Regions from separate parts of the Mus musculus genome. Here regions 1, 3, 4 and 5 are each linked to region 2. Evidence: chromatin contacts called from public promoter capture Hi-C data. All regions are on one chromosome and are shown on one strand. The core of a region is the stretch at or near the end of the contact, and the rest is flanking DNA. Distances in the headings are between cores, read along the strand shown. Region 1 holds the start of Tmem106b (transmembrane protein 106B). Region 2 holds the start of Ndufa4 (Ndufa4, mitochondrial complex associated). Region 3 holds the start of Tmem168 (transmembrane protein 168). Region 4 holds the start of Bmt2 (base methyltransferase of 25S rRNA 2). Region 5 holds the start of 1110019D14Rik (RIKEN cDNA 1110019D14 gene).

The links. Promoter capture Hi-C pulls out the DNA fragments that hold promoters and counts their contacts. Capture Hi-C pulls out chosen DNA fragments and counts their contacts.
Region 1: a contact with region 2 is called in a promoter capture Hi-C map of pre-B cells. The contact joins the promoter of Tmem106b here to the promoter of Ndufa4 in region 2. A contact is called at or near these places in 8 of 39 promoter capture datasets (the 3T3-L1 cell line, the C10 cell line, cranial neural crest and 4 more), 2 of 484 Hi-C or Micro-C datasets (B cells and embryonic stem cells), 3 of 115 datasets of contacts at active chromatin or transcription factors (astrocytes, embryonic stem cells and thymic regulatory T cells) and 4 of 9 other capture datasets (embryonic stem cells, liver, macrophages and 1 more).
Region 3: a promoter capture Hi-C map of liver shows a contact between it and region 2, with 6 times the contacts expected there. The contact joins the promoter of Tmem168 here to the promoter of Ndufa4 in region 2. A contact is called at or near these places in 2 of 39 promoter capture datasets (liver and pre-B cells), 2 of 115 datasets of contacts at active chromatin or transcription factors (astrocytes and stem cell-derived neural progenitor cells) and 2 of 9 other capture datasets (adipose tissue and liver).
Region 4: a contact with region 2 is called in a promoter capture Hi-C map of adipose tissue, with 4 times the contacts expected there. The contact joins the promoter of Bmt2 here to the promoter of Ndufa4 in region 2. A contact is called at or near these places in 1 of 115 datasets of contacts at active chromatin or transcription factors (pro-B cells) and 2 of 9 other capture datasets (adipose tissue and liver).
Region 5: a contact with region 2 is called in a promoter capture Hi-C map of liver, with 2.3 times the contacts expected there. The contact joins the promoter of 1110019D14Rik here to the promoter of Ndufa4 in region 2. A contact is called at or near these places in 4 of 39 promoter capture datasets (embryonic stem cells, liver and pre-B cells) and 2 of 9 other capture datasets (adipose tissue and liver).

Annotation. Positions count from the first base shown.
Region 1 is chr6:13,068,472-13,071,171 of GRCm38.p6, forward strand. Tmem106b (transmembrane protein 106B) reads left to right here and starts at 1,288. Exons shown (of 9, transcript NM_027992.3): 1 at 1,288-1,489; 2 at 1,837-1,943.
Region 2 is chr6:11,906,194-11,908,893 of GRCm38.p6, forward strand. It overlaps Ndufa4 (Ndufa4, mitochondrial complex associated), which reads right to left and starts at 1,257. Exons shown (of 4, transcript NM_010886.3): 1 at 1,131-1,257. The coding sequence starts at 1,172. It also overlaps a transcript of Phf14 not described here.
Region 3 is chr6:13,606,783-13,609,482 of GRCm38.p6, forward strand. It overlaps Tmem168 (transmembrane protein 168), which reads right to left and starts at 1,316. Exons shown (of 5, transcript NM_028990.5): 1 at 1,048-1,316.
Region 4 is chr6:13,676,633-13,679,332 of GRCm38.p6, forward strand. It overlaps Bmt2 (base methyltransferase of 25S rRNA 2), which reads right to left and starts at 1,334. Exons shown (of 5, transcript NM_175312.4): 1 at 1,048-1,334. The coding sequence starts at 1,201.
Region 5 is chr6:13,870,164-13,872,863 of GRCm38.p6, forward strand. It overlaps 1110019D14Rik (RIKEN cDNA 1110019D14 gene), which reads left to right and starts at 1,406. Exons shown (of 3, transcript NR_045995.1): 1 at 1,406-1,464. It overlaps 2610001J05Rik (RIKEN cDNA 2610001J05 gene), which reads right to left and starts at 1,355. Exons shown (of 3, transcript NM_001352887.1): 1 at 1,276-1,355; 2 at 893-983; 3 at 1-577. The coding sequence starts at 548. The coding sequence ends at 369.

The sequences.
Region 1 (2,700 bases), core at 38-2,537, 1.2 Mb after region 2:
TCTACTTCGAAGCTATTGTTAACTCTATTGAAATCCTAAGAAACTGGTTACACACTGCACACAACTTTACTTTAGAATTCTCATTATAATTTAGGATGAATCTCACAGAGTGAAATTGCCGGACCTAAGGAGGTGAATGTTTTAAATAGTCTTAAAACATCCTGCTTATGTAGATGGAAAATACACAGCTCTCACCTCAAAAGGACAAAGAGTTTATTCTAAAGCCAATATGAGGAACCATGACCTGAAAACAAAGACTTGGGCTATTCCAAATACCAATGTCCCAATGTGATAACAATTTCATGAAACTTTTATATACATAGAAGATGGTCATAAATCAAAATACTTTCCAAATACATACAAGGCAGTTTAGAAGAGCGGGACAAAATTGGGAGCTCCTCGCCCAGTGCAGTTGCTTTTTTCCAGTAGAGAAGGAAAAAAAAAAAAAAAAAAAAGAAAAAGAAAAAAAAAAAAAAACACAATTAAGAGATGCTTACTTCCCAGTTATAACTCTGTTAATTTTCTAGGAATTTCACCAGAAACCCCATTTATAGGGAAGCTATTAAACTCCTTTAGCAACCGCATCTGTTCTTGCTTTCAATTTTATCTTATTATAATCCCATCCAGGAATCTTATGAGCCACTTAATACATCTTGATTATCAGGAAGACAGAAAAGAGGTCATAACAACCTTTGACTATAACACTGGCGAGCCACTAAAATGAGCCACTGTAGCCTCAACTCACTGTAAATTATGACTGGACAATGAGGTGCATGGATTGGGACACTCCTTTAACAACTCACTTGGTCATGAGCTTTGGGGTACAACTCTTATTGCATGCACTGAATAATGTGAATTTAAGTACAAAATCAAAACAAGATTAAACCAAGGCGGGGGCGGGGGTGCGTCTTCCCGGTGACATTAATTTCTAAATGAAAACTCAATAACAAAATTCTGGCCTGCAACTCTGCCAGAAATGTGCACCAACCGGCTCATTCTAACCCCAGGAAGGAAGTTTTGTGTCTGCAAATCTAGACTTGAGAACACGATCGCTCAAAATTGCGACGGTGCACATTCCTCCCCTTTACAAAAGGAATCAGCCTGGTGGAGGGGAAAAGGGAAAACCGATTATTCGTAAGCCAGGCGCAATTAGTACTATTTTGAAACTTTCCAGTCTAGAGAAGAGACAGGTGACAAAACCAGAAGCTTTCACCCTGGCAACTTCCCTTCAAACCGGTGACAGTGCGCATGCGTAGTGTCCATTCCAGGGCCTAGCCCCTCCTTCCTGGGGCGAACTGCGCAAGCGCACGCGCAGGCTCTCCCGGTACGGAGCTCAGCTGATGCAGTTGTTGTGCTACCCCTCCCCCGCAGCTCTCCCGGCTGCACTCTACCGGCGCTCGGCCCGGCCCCGGGACCGGGACGCTGTGACCCTGTCCTGCGGCCCGCACGCACCGGAGCATCCCGGGACCGCGCAGCACTCCGCGTGCGGGTGAGCGACCCGGGCCGTGGGGCCCACGTCCCCTGCCCGAGCGGTGAGGGAGGCCGCGGCGAGCCGGGTGCGGGGTTGTCACCGCGGGGGCCTTGGCTTCGCTCCCGGGGTGGCTCGGGCGGCGCCAGGGCCCTTGATCTGAGCGGCCGAGTAGCTCTGGGGCTTGACAGTTGTAGTTGCAAGGTGACTCGGATGTTGATTTCTTCCGGGGGTTTGTTTGCCTGTGATGCCCTTTGAAAAGCGCTCGTTTCCGTCTCCCTTGAGCCCCTCAGAACTAACCCCAGGTCTGCACACAAACAGGTGACACATCTCAGTTGCATGCGCTGCTGAATTTATCTTTTTCCCAGTTTCTAGAGCATCTGAGAACCGTGTTGAGTTCACAAGACCGCGGTATAAACATTGAGAGCCCGGGGAGGAGACGAAGGGGATCTACCACTCCCTTTAAAAACCTCAAGTAAGTTTCCAAAATGACAGGGGTTACACTTGTCAATAGCCTCAAGAAAAGCTAAGCAAGAAGGCTAGGATTCAAGTGACTGCTTAATCTGGTGTGTACCCAAACCCACCTTCAGCAGAATATGTCAAGGTTACTGTGGGTCTGAGTAAGGCAGCCAGCGGAGACCAGAACCACTTAGCTGTCCCTAGCCTTTTGCCATAAAGGCTCCCATTTGTGGGACACAGTTTTCACCCCTGTGATGACACCACGTGTTGTCTAGTGTCAGCTGATTCTAAACCACCCTGTGTACTCCAAAGCTTCCAAGGTCACAGTGTAAGGAGCCGGTACTGATTACAATTCACCCCTGTGCACCTGTGGCTGCCAAGTGTTGGCTTGGCTCTGACTCGCTGTCATTGAGCCACAGTAAGATACTGTGTGTGTGTAAGTCACAATCACTGATATTTCTGAGCTATGGTACACAGTGTGTACACAGAACTTCTGAAAGTATATTTATTCATTTTTTTTTACTCCTTTTCTATATGACTCAAGTTTTTAAATTTAATATTGCTGTCTACACAGTGAGTGAATTCAACAAGTAGCATTCAGATTTTGAAAAGCAGATATGAATTTCCTTCATCTGGGGTGACCTGAATCACTTAGTATCATTTTATTTTTTAATGAAAAATATTAAATTAAAAGTAGTATCTGTGATTGTGTAGTTCGTATTTTGAATCTGATAAGTGATGGATAACCGCAGGGAGAATGGAATTGTACCATT
Region 2 (2,700 bases), core at 7-2,506:
AAGCCAACCTCTAAATCTGCTATTTGGCTAATTTGTCCTACAATGGGAATAACGGTTGAACTTGGATTGAAGCAGTGTTTCTTTCAATTGTATTCTAAAGGCATGATCTCTGTAAAAAGACATCAGGATGGTGTTGGCTTAAGAGTCCAACTTCCTTACATGGATTAAATTATATGAACAAATAATCCTATCAAGTACATTCACCTCTGTAAGTCTTGAACAGCATTCCCATTAAATTTCATTGCTTCCCTGGAAGTAACGAGATATACTTCCCTGGTAGGCTGGGAGCGGAATCTCTTCGGGAACTACTGAAAAGTGGCCCTTAAAAGTTCTGTGAGCCAGGCAATGTGGCGTACACCTTTGATCCAGCAACTGGGAAGCAGAGGCAGGCAGATTTCTGAGTTTGAGGCCAGCCTGGTCCACAGAATGAGTTCCAGGACAGCCAGGGCTATACAGAGAAACCCTGTCTCGAAAAACCAAAAGTTCTGTGAACATAATCTCTGTGAAATAAAGAGCATAACTAGCGGACAGAAATGCCTATTAAAAGCACTAGTTTTAGGAATGAACTCTGAAAACAGACTGCAGTTAATTTTGCTGAGTATTTAGAAAACCAGGCTTAAGGCAAAGATGAAGGCCCATCAGTGGGAGTTTTAGGTACACAGCATCCTCTATCGAGCTATACTGGACGAAAGTGACAGGTCAAGAAAACTTAAATCAATTTTGCCAGTGTCAAGTTTTCCAAGCAAAGTGGGGATTACACGATGACGATCCCTTGCACTTCTGAAGGTTTGGTGGTGCAATGCAGTGACTCTAAAAGCCGCAAAGAGCAGCATAACAAACTTGGCCTCTCTTGGATTCTAATCACTCAACGTACCACTCACCCCTCTTGGGACCAAGTAATCTGAGAGCCACAGTGTTCCAACACTCAGAATGTTTACCTTTCTCCCTGATCTCTGCCACCTTCTGCTTCAGGCAACCTCACCTCCACCCCAGGTAGAGGCTTCAAGCAATCAGGTCATCCCAACAACAGAATGTAACCCCAAGGAACAGAGAAAAGAGAACGTCCCCAGGGGACACGGGCAGGAGCAACCACAGCTAAGAGGCCACCCTGGCAAAGACCGTGAACTTACGCTGGGATGCTTCTTGGCTTGCCCGAGGATCTGGCGGAGCATGTTTGCGGCACAGGCCTACCTACACGCAGAGAGAAGATTAGGACACACGCTAAGCCGCTTCTGCAACCTGGCTGAGCGGACGTCCAAAGTCACCCAGGACCTCCTACCTGAAGGACCCCTGGCGCTGAGGGCAGCCTGCAGCAGGAAAGCCCGGATGCGGCTGTCCTCTAAGGTGCCTGAATAGGTAGTCAGCCCTCGCGCGATTGCCCTAAATGTCCCGACCACTTCTTCGCATTTTTGAGTTCATGATCCATCAGTTCTCCACCATGCATCTTTTTGATAGGTTTATTTTTTTATTTTTTGCATAGCAGGCAGAGCGTCTCGACTGGTGAGACAGGCACTTTTCAGGACGGCATGCGTATAGACCAGGGTCATCCGGCGGTCCGCTGGCAGTGCGCTCGGCGGGCGCGGCTTCCTTAGCGGCGCCTCCCGGCCAGGGCCGCGCGTGGACGCGCTTGGGGGCGCGCGTGTGGGGCGCGCGCCGCGCCGCCCGGAGGGCCCCGGAGGGAGCTGCCAGGCGCCTCTGCAGGCTCAGCGCCCAGATCCCGCAGGACAGGTCGAGTCTCCAGCCGCCGGGGTCAACGGCTGCGGTTTAAGACTGCAGCTGCTTCCTGACTTTCACTGGCGCTTAGGGACAGAAGTTGAAACACTAGTAAGTGACTTAAAGCTGGCCATAGTTTCTACAATGTGATTTCTAGATTCTTAGGTCGTGGCACTATTGAAGAGTTGTCGCCCCCCAAAGAAGTTTTGCAACATGCCACCATCTCTTTTTGGTCCAGATATTGAATCCTTAAAAGTATCTTCATTGGCCGTGTTGCTGAACTTAACCTTTTCTACCATCCTAAGTCAATGTTCATTTATCTCTTTGCAAATTTACTTTTACCCAAAAGTTCTTCCTTGGGGCAGGTTTAATGGGCACTTTCGAATCACAGCCAACAATTTGGACTCCCTACACATGTTAAAACGTTTCAAATAATAAGGAGAGGGTTTCGCCGAAACTGCTAAACTGAACAGGTAGCATTAGCCCAGTACAGGCTTCAGGTGGCGGTGTATAAGGAAGACAATTCACATGAAGGCATGAAGCACACAGTCTACCATTTAAAAGGGAAGGCAAAGTAGGAGCCACATCCGAGGCAGGGACCACTTATGCAAGGACTTTATGTTCAGGACTTTCAGAAGTTCACCAATAAGATTATATGGTTGAAAAGAATTCCTTTGGCTATGAAGAATGGAGTAGATAAAAGGGCTATTGTAGTTGTCCATGTGAGAGAATTTTTAGTTGTCCTGGGGGTGGGGAGGAATGTACTGATTGGGGAAAAAAAATCACCAAAAATATCAGAGAAAATTTTGTGGTATCAACAGAACTTGATAGTTGGATGGTTATGGGTGAATGAGTGAAAAAGAATAAAAAAAAAAGAGTAAATCAGAACTTTAGTGGTGAGCAGCTGTGAACATATCCATGCCAATTACTGAAATAATGGATGAGTGTGTATGCAAAACCCACGGTATTTCTCGAGAGCAGAATACT
Region 3 (2,700 bases), core at 66-2,565, 1.7 Mb after region 2:
CTCTTCCTCTCACTTTTATTCCAACTACACTTCAATTATGAACTACAGAAATGGCGTGCCCTCTCTGGACATATTCCTTTTCCTCCTCCTAGCCCTATCTGCCCTTTATCTGTCAAACCCTTCATTCAGGTGTGGGCTTACAATTCTTTTCGTAGGAGAATCGCCTCTCGGATCACTCTCTCTGAAATGGAAAAGTAAAACTACTCTTTTCTTCACCATTTGTTTAATGTCTGCATTCTTCACAGGTCACAAAGTCTCTGGGGAGATCTGTCTTCCACAATGCACGCTCAGTATCCAGCAGTCTGTAATCAAGTTAACATTCAATTCCGAAGGGGGGGGGGCGGGGAGAGGAGACTGACTAATAATAGAAAAAACTACTTAAGAAATGCAGATAAAATAAACCACTTTCTAATAAGCCACAGCTAGCACTAGTACTTAAGTGAGAGTCCAGGAATCATTGGCTTGTCTGCTCTTGGCTTTACTCCAACCTTCACTTAATTCACCAAATTTCTTCCAAAACAGAAAAGTGCCCTCATGGTGTCCTAAGACAATGGACTTCAAGACACAATGTATCGCTTTCATAATCCTTCAGTGGAAATCTATGTCTGTTCCTCGTAGGGGAAATGTCCAAACCTGAAAGAACAACACTGAGCCGTCAGGAGTTGGAGACCTGCAGCCTAGTTTCTCTGAGTTCCTGCTAATAACTCTTTCGGCCCACCTCTTAACTAGAAGAATGGCAACTCGGACTCTCCTTTTTGAGCAGCTATGGTAACTTCTCTCCCGTTAGGGCTCGATCTAGCGAGAGATGGAGAAGTGGGCTCGGGACCCTGGCTGTTCCGCTACCCCTTAGCTCTGGGACGAGGCGACACCACGCGACTCCCGGGTCAGGGTGAGGCGGGACACCGAGGCACGCCCTCCCTTGGCGGTCGCCAGCCCCCGAGCATCGATCCCACCAGGAGGCCGACGGGGCGGGGCCTGGCCGGCTCAGCCGGACCCTGGGCGGCGCCCCAGCCCTCCGCCGCCCCTCGGCTCCCGGATGCCCCTTACCCGAGTCAGCGGTCGCCAGCGAGCCTCGCTCTTTCCGCTGCGAAGCTCGCAGAGCCAAAGGGCGCGGAGCCTCCGAGCCAGAACGCGGAGGTGATGTGGGGACGTGAGCCCGAGGCCTCCCGCACTAGCACCGCAAGGCCTCGGTAGAAACTTTCGCTAGGACCGACACGGCCGCCATGTTTCCGCCGCTGACTCCCAGCGCTACGGATCGCCGTCAGGGACAAGGCGCGCCGCGCGCTTCCTTCCCTGGCCCGGCCTCCTAGCCGCTCTCCACGCCCAGCGGCGAGCCTGGGGAGGCAGGTGCTCGCTGCGCTGCCCCACCCTGGGCCTGTTTAACTCCCACCCGGGATTAGCAGCAAAAGCAGGGAAGACCACGGATGATCAGGCCCCAAAGCAGCGAGGTCACCGCTTAGAGTTGGACCGAAACTGAGCCAGCTAGAGTGGGATAATTGCAAGTGGACTATAAATCTATGTAGAAGGCGTTGCTGCTCTTTCATATAGGTGGTATAATATATGGCTTTGCATATGCTGACCAAACCTTCAAAACCTGTCTCTCCTTGCCCCAGCCTGCTTTTCTAATTAAGTCCGCCATTAATCCCCAATCCTGAACATCTTTATTCTACAGCCCTAGCTAGCTTTCCTTGGCCCTAAGCGCACCTTCAAACACCACAGATGATTTTAATCTGCATTCTGATGGCACTTAAATTAACATAGTTGTACACACGTGAGCGCCGCATTTCACAGGTGCTGCGGAGCAGCAGTCTCAGGGGTTGAAATTGGTTTCTCCATCTGTGAAATGGTAACAAAACCTTTCTCACAGGACTGTGAATATACAGGGAAACAGTGTGTCCCTCCATGTACAAAATGAATTTAAAAGATATTCAATACCTGTAAGAACACGTTGTTAAGGAGGGCTTTAAGACAGTCTCGTTCGCGTACGGACCGCTATAAATCCATCTTGCAATGGAGAGGAGATAATGGTTCCAGTTCAATAGAGAGCTTGTAAAAGTGGGACTTTAACGATTAGGATGCGGTAGGGATGCTTGAGCAAATGGGGAATCACATTAGCTTTAAGGGGGACAATGACTTGGAAGCATAACAACATTGTTGCTAACACAACAAAGGTACTTGTTACCTTGAAAACAGGAAGATAAGAAAGATAGAAAGCTAAACTGACTTCATGGCGTTCTTAGTTAAAAACTAGATTTTACTAGGGAATGCACAGTTGGGCCTGAAAAACAAGTTCTGAACGAAGCCTGAATAGAATACGGCCAGGCAAAAAGCAAGAAAACCCCTTTCCTTTCCCAAAAAAAAACATTTCCACCAAAAAGTCCCTGCCTGCCTTCTGATTCCATTTCCTGCTGCTTGCAGCCCCTCATATAGGTCAAACCATTTCAAACCCCTAGCCCGCTCATGTGTAAACAAACACTGATAACATCTATCCGACAAAGTTTCTTCTGTGGATTGAGGGAGAATGTGTGTTTTAAAAATGCCTTACAACCTTTAAATGGCTTATCCTTTCAGATAAACCTCCAAATCCTTAAATAGGGCATGTGGGTGTTATCTCAGTGGTAGCATGCTTACCTAGCTTGCATGATGGAGCAAGGGGGGGGGGGGGGGCGGACAGAGGAACATCCTCATATAGAAACAAAT
Region 4 (2,700 bases), core at 84-2,583, 1.8 Mb after region 2:
ACTTGACTGAACTTTCAGAGTAATTGAAAAGTGTGCATAACTGAAAAGTGACATGATCTCACAAGTCTTTGTTCCTTCACTGTCATAATTTCTCTTTTAACCTAAATTATTAACTAGTTAAAAGACTGACATTAGAACGCTGCTGAGTTTTCATTTTGCAATTAAGCTAAAGAAAAATCTGCTGAAAGTAGCCCATTTTAACACTTTATGAGAATTTTTTTCCTGAACACATGAAGAATAATGCAAAGTGTCACCTTCCGAATCTTATAAAGTTGCTTTGTTTGAGAGCCCCCATTTACAAAATGCCAGGATAATTCATAAAATTCAACTATAGACACTGTTCCGGCATATGCGCCAGACGAAAAGCTGCCCCCATGGAAGAGCGGGGTCTGCACCTCTGGCCAGCTTCGAAGGCACCGGCATCTTTCAGAGTCTCTGTGCTTAGAGACTCTTCAAACCTGCACAGTCTCTTAAGAACCTGCCCCAGATCTCTTCCTGGACTGTCTCCACAAACTTGAAGATGGAGCTGCGGTGGAGGGGAGCTACCTGCCACCCTCTCCCCAGTGAAACACGGCAGGCGAAGCACCTTGAGATCCTCCGCTGGGCCTGCTGACTTCGCAGCCCTGGATGCCCAGGCAGGGGAGGCCTCGGCACGGCCTTGCCAAGGAGCGAAGAGGAAGAGGGGCTGTTGCCAAGCGGGCTGAACAACAGGCTGGTCCAGCGCAGAAGAGCGAGGGGCAGCTTCGCTCCTGCCAGTCTCTCGGTGGAGTCACCCCCACCCCCACCCCTCTTCGGGTCTTACCTGAAAGCCCCTCCCTCCCTCTGAGCGGCGGCTCGGTGACAGTGGTCTCAGCCCACCGCTGGGGACAGGGCCTAGGCGGGTGGCGACTGCCCATTAGGGCTCCGGGAGCCGACCGCAGGAGGCCGGCCGGCCGATCGCGGCCTGGGCAGACGTGCCGCCCCCGTGTGTGTCAATGGTGGCCTGTGGGGCTGAAAAGAGCTGACCCAGCCGGGGGACGCGCCTCCCCTCCCCCGATGCCTGTTTACCTTCGCGGTACTTCTTGCGGAGCCGCCGATGAACGCTCTTCACCACCCCGGACAGCTTCTCCTGCTCCAGCTTCCGCTCCTGCTCCCGGGGCTGCGCGGCGTTCGGGGGCCGCTGTCCGCGCGCTGCGCCTCGGCCACCCGGCCCCGGCTCCATAGCGCTGCCGCCGCCGCCGCTGCCGCTGCCGCCGCCGCCCCTCGGGCCCCGCGGTCTCTCCCCGGACGGAGGAGGTGGGGAAGAGGAGGCAGCAGCAGAGGCAGCAACCGGAGGAGGCCGAGGAGCCACAGCTAAGGCCTCGGGGGCGGTGTCTTCCCAATAGCGCAAGGTGATTGGTGAACTGCGGAGGGCTGGGTGGAAATGGAAAGGGCCGCGGACCAATGGGCAAAGGGCAGCGGCGGCGCACCGGGTTGTTTGGGAAGGAGCAGCTGAAGGAGGCGGAGAAAGCACTGGGCTCCTCGCCAGGCCACGCCCCGGATGCTGTGCGGAGGAGCCGGGGCTGCCTAGGGGAGGAGGCCTGTGGTATGGGGTGCGCTTGCGCCCCAGAGTTATTTGCCTAGTTTGAGCTTCATTGTATGGTCCAGCTTTGGCACGTCTCCCAACTTCCTAGGCCGCTGGGAGTTTGGGTGATGCTGCCACAGGACGCGGTCGTCCACCTGAGTTCCCTCTGCACCCTGTTGCACCTCTACAATTCCCTTCAGCTAAATACCCTTTGAAGACTTGGCTGCTACGCAGGGTTTTACATTTCAAGGAGTCCAAACTTGAAAGCCTTCATCGGGGTCAAGGAGAGGTCAAACTACCAAATCCCGATGTAATTCTCTTAGCTAACCCAGGTTAATGCTTGGCATACTGCTGCTACACGAAAGACAATGAATTGCGGGAAAGAAAGATAAAAAAAAAAAAAAATAGTAGGAGGTGTGGGACAAGTTAAAACACCAAAAGGCCATATTGTCTCCCTGTAGAACTTCTGTAATGACCATAAGAATGGGTTACTGGAAAACTTGCATTGATTGTAGGTCATCTCAGAACCCACAGAAAAGTCTGCTCAGGTGGTCTCTCATATTTTGGACAGTTAGTCCACTAGTCCATGCAAAATTCAGTAAATGGCTCCCCCTTTCCAACTTCTTTCATTTGTGTGTAACACTATTAAGGGTATGTGATTGCCGACTTGTTTAAGAAAGATGGAAGCCCAATCTCCAAAAAGAGACTGCATTCGCTCTGTACTAGTACTTACCTAGGCTGCTGGTAGTGCATCAGGCAGACCTGGGAATGACTTGTATCTGATTGTGCACTTTACAGCTATTGGTTACATCACATTGTATAGACATTGTATAGACATTGTTGCATTGAAACTTTCAGATCAATGTCTTGGTAATATTAGTAACATTCTCTTTATGTCACTGTTGGGTCCAAAGGAAACGCTGTTTCCACAAATTCTGGGGGTTAGACAAAAAGCCACATTCCTCAGGAATTGTTGAAGCTGATTCCTTTCTGCTAAAGGGAGCCATTTCTTTTACCATTCTCAGAAGGGATAATTTGTTATCTGTGGAACCTAACAGCATAGCGAAGTGCATGCTGGCCTCCAGGCTCTCTCACATCACAAATGCCTGTTACACAGTTAATGTCCATAGCTTCCTTTCTTCTAACATCTCATTCTC
Region 5 (2,700 bases), core at 156-2,655, 2.0 Mb after region 2:
TTCCATCTTCCAATTCCATGTGCTCTGACAACTTGAAAGTATGAAATAATACTTTTGCAAACTTAAGCCCTCTCACTTTGGCCCCTTCCCAAGCAGCAAATACAAGTTATGGGCCACATTATTAGTGCACTCTTTGTTGTTAAGAGCCGCCCTCCACTCCCATCTGCCCTCCACTCCCATCTGCCCCCATTGTAGAAGAAACAAGTATGAACGTGAAAGCATCTCTTAACTGAGAGTGTTAACTCTCAGCTAACTGTAACCCTCTTGCTGAGAACGGGAGAGATCAAATCTTGGGGTCGGCCTCAACAGAACAATGGTTTTCAGCACACTGGTCAGGGTGCAGTCTAATTCAGAAGAGTCCTTCAGAGTCACATCTGTCCATTTCGCTTTCTTGCGTATATCCCCAAGCAAGCACAGATGCCGGTAATGCTGAGAACCACACCTAATAAGAGTGCAATCGCGTCTCCAGCTTCCACTGCTTCAACAACAGGCAGGATCAAAAGCAGCGAAGCGAGGACTAAGATCAATTGCGTTGAAACTGAATTCATGATGCTAGGATCTGGAGGGCTGAACTTGCCTAGAAGTTAAACACCGAACAAAAGAAACTGTTAAAAAAAAAAGCCTTATTTTTTTTTTTTTGAATGACAATATTAATATAAAACAATCTTTTAGACTGGAATTTGTGAATCATTTCAGATGTCAGTTTAAGATGACAAAACTAAAGACAGTCATTTTAGGTTATCATTAGAAAAGAGAGGGAAAAATGCATAAGATACTTGCCAAATAAAATACCCTAACAGGTAAAAGTCACATTTTATTAGCATGTCTCTTATCTAGAAAATTCAACACAACACGTGACTCTGTGAAGTTGTAAGGAATTAATAAGACTTACCGAAACAAGGGTATAAGTAATTCTACCCAACGTGAAATATTCTCTTTGGAACTTCCGGATGCTGAGGCTAAGAGGTTACTCGTGACACAGCCTATTTTAAAGAGGAAGCTAGAGTCAGTGAGAAACGAACAGCAAGGACAGAAATTGGTAACGAGTACAGAAAACACTCCCTAACAGTTCCTTCAAAAAGAGACTACTAGATTTAAAGTTAGTTCTCACACACAGATTGCTAAATGAAACCAAGCCGAGAAGCAAATTCATCCCAAGATCTAACATAAAGATCTGGAATTCCTTCGCCCTGGGAGGGTGCAAATTTGTTGGGTTGTGCAAGTACACTAGGAGAATCAATCCTGGAATCCCCGGGAGCGGAGTTTGTACCTTACCGGACCGAAAGCAGCCATTACAGGAATGGAGAGCAGGGCGGTGTCGCCAGACTACATTTCCCACAAGCCCTGCTGCCTACTCCCGTCATGCACAGCGCGCTCTGGGATCCCTGACTGAGGGATAGACCACAGGCTGCTTGTTGTTCGGGTTTCACAAGTTTGCCCTCTGGTTTTACTGTTAAAGAGAGGGTGAGTGTTCAAGAAAAGGTTTAGTGAATTCGTAGGACTAACGAAACAACAATACGTGTTTTCTGCCCTGTAAAGGAATTCTAGCCGCATGAATATGTCTTGTTAGTACTCTGAAATAAGGAAGTAACCGTGGGAGAGGGTAGCTGAGGGAAGCCATCTGTTTGGGAATGTTTCAAACCTGGGGCCTTCCAACATTTCTGCAGCAGAAAATCCCCGTTATCATTTTCCAAATGTGCCTAATGACATTTGCTAATTTTTTAAAACTAACGGGGAAAATAAGCACATTTAATCAGAAAGTTTGGAAAATATTGAATCATTTGTGGTGCAAATCAGGTTTAGAAAATATGGTTTCAGCCCTATACACAGATCTTTTCCGATTCGAATTCTTGTCTTTTTCAGAATGTTCACTCTCCACAGCCTCCCAATATTTTAAGATGCCAAGTTTAGTACTCAAAACCATTATAAGTATTATTCACATGCATCTGTAAGCATTAACTTTGAAAAGTTCTTGAAGTCTTGTTACCTGGGATATCCATACTAAATGTTCCTTCTGGCCCGAGCACTTTCATACTTACTGACAATTTGTCATCTTCTCATTGTAAGTTACTCACGGTGCTGAGTTAGAGGTGCCCGGACTTGTCCTGATAAAAATCATGCGAATACTGTGGGCACACTCAGTTGAGTGTCTATAATCAGCTTGTATTCTTGTGTTGTTGGTTCTCCTTTTAAACACAGTTGTATCTCTCTGACGGTAATGATTTATACTTCTGCTTCCCAAAAGACGTTTGGCAGGAACTTCAGCGACATTAGCTAGGAACAATAATTTGATGAAATAAATGTGCCAAGATTTTACAGGAGCTTCACAGAGGTGGTGAACACATTAAAGCAAGTTGTGTCTGATAGATTGACAGTGTTGTTTTTCTAAAGTTAATTATTTTAACAAATTCACTCTAATTGCACTTGTCTTATGTTGCTTTTGGCTTTGTATCTTTCCTATCAATTAGTTTTGGAATAGGACCTCTTGCTTTTATGACTTCCAAAATATCCTCCTACATTCCAGTGTTTTCATTTGGGAGGTTTTATTTTTCCTTATGTATTTGTTTCAGCTAGTGGAAGTCTGCAGACTAAAGTTAGTGCTTGTACACTTTTCTGTTCCTGAGTCTGTAAAGTGTCTTGCTTAAGCTTTAAGTTTGCAGAGTCTATGCATGGTAAAAATGTTCATCTTTTCAATTATTG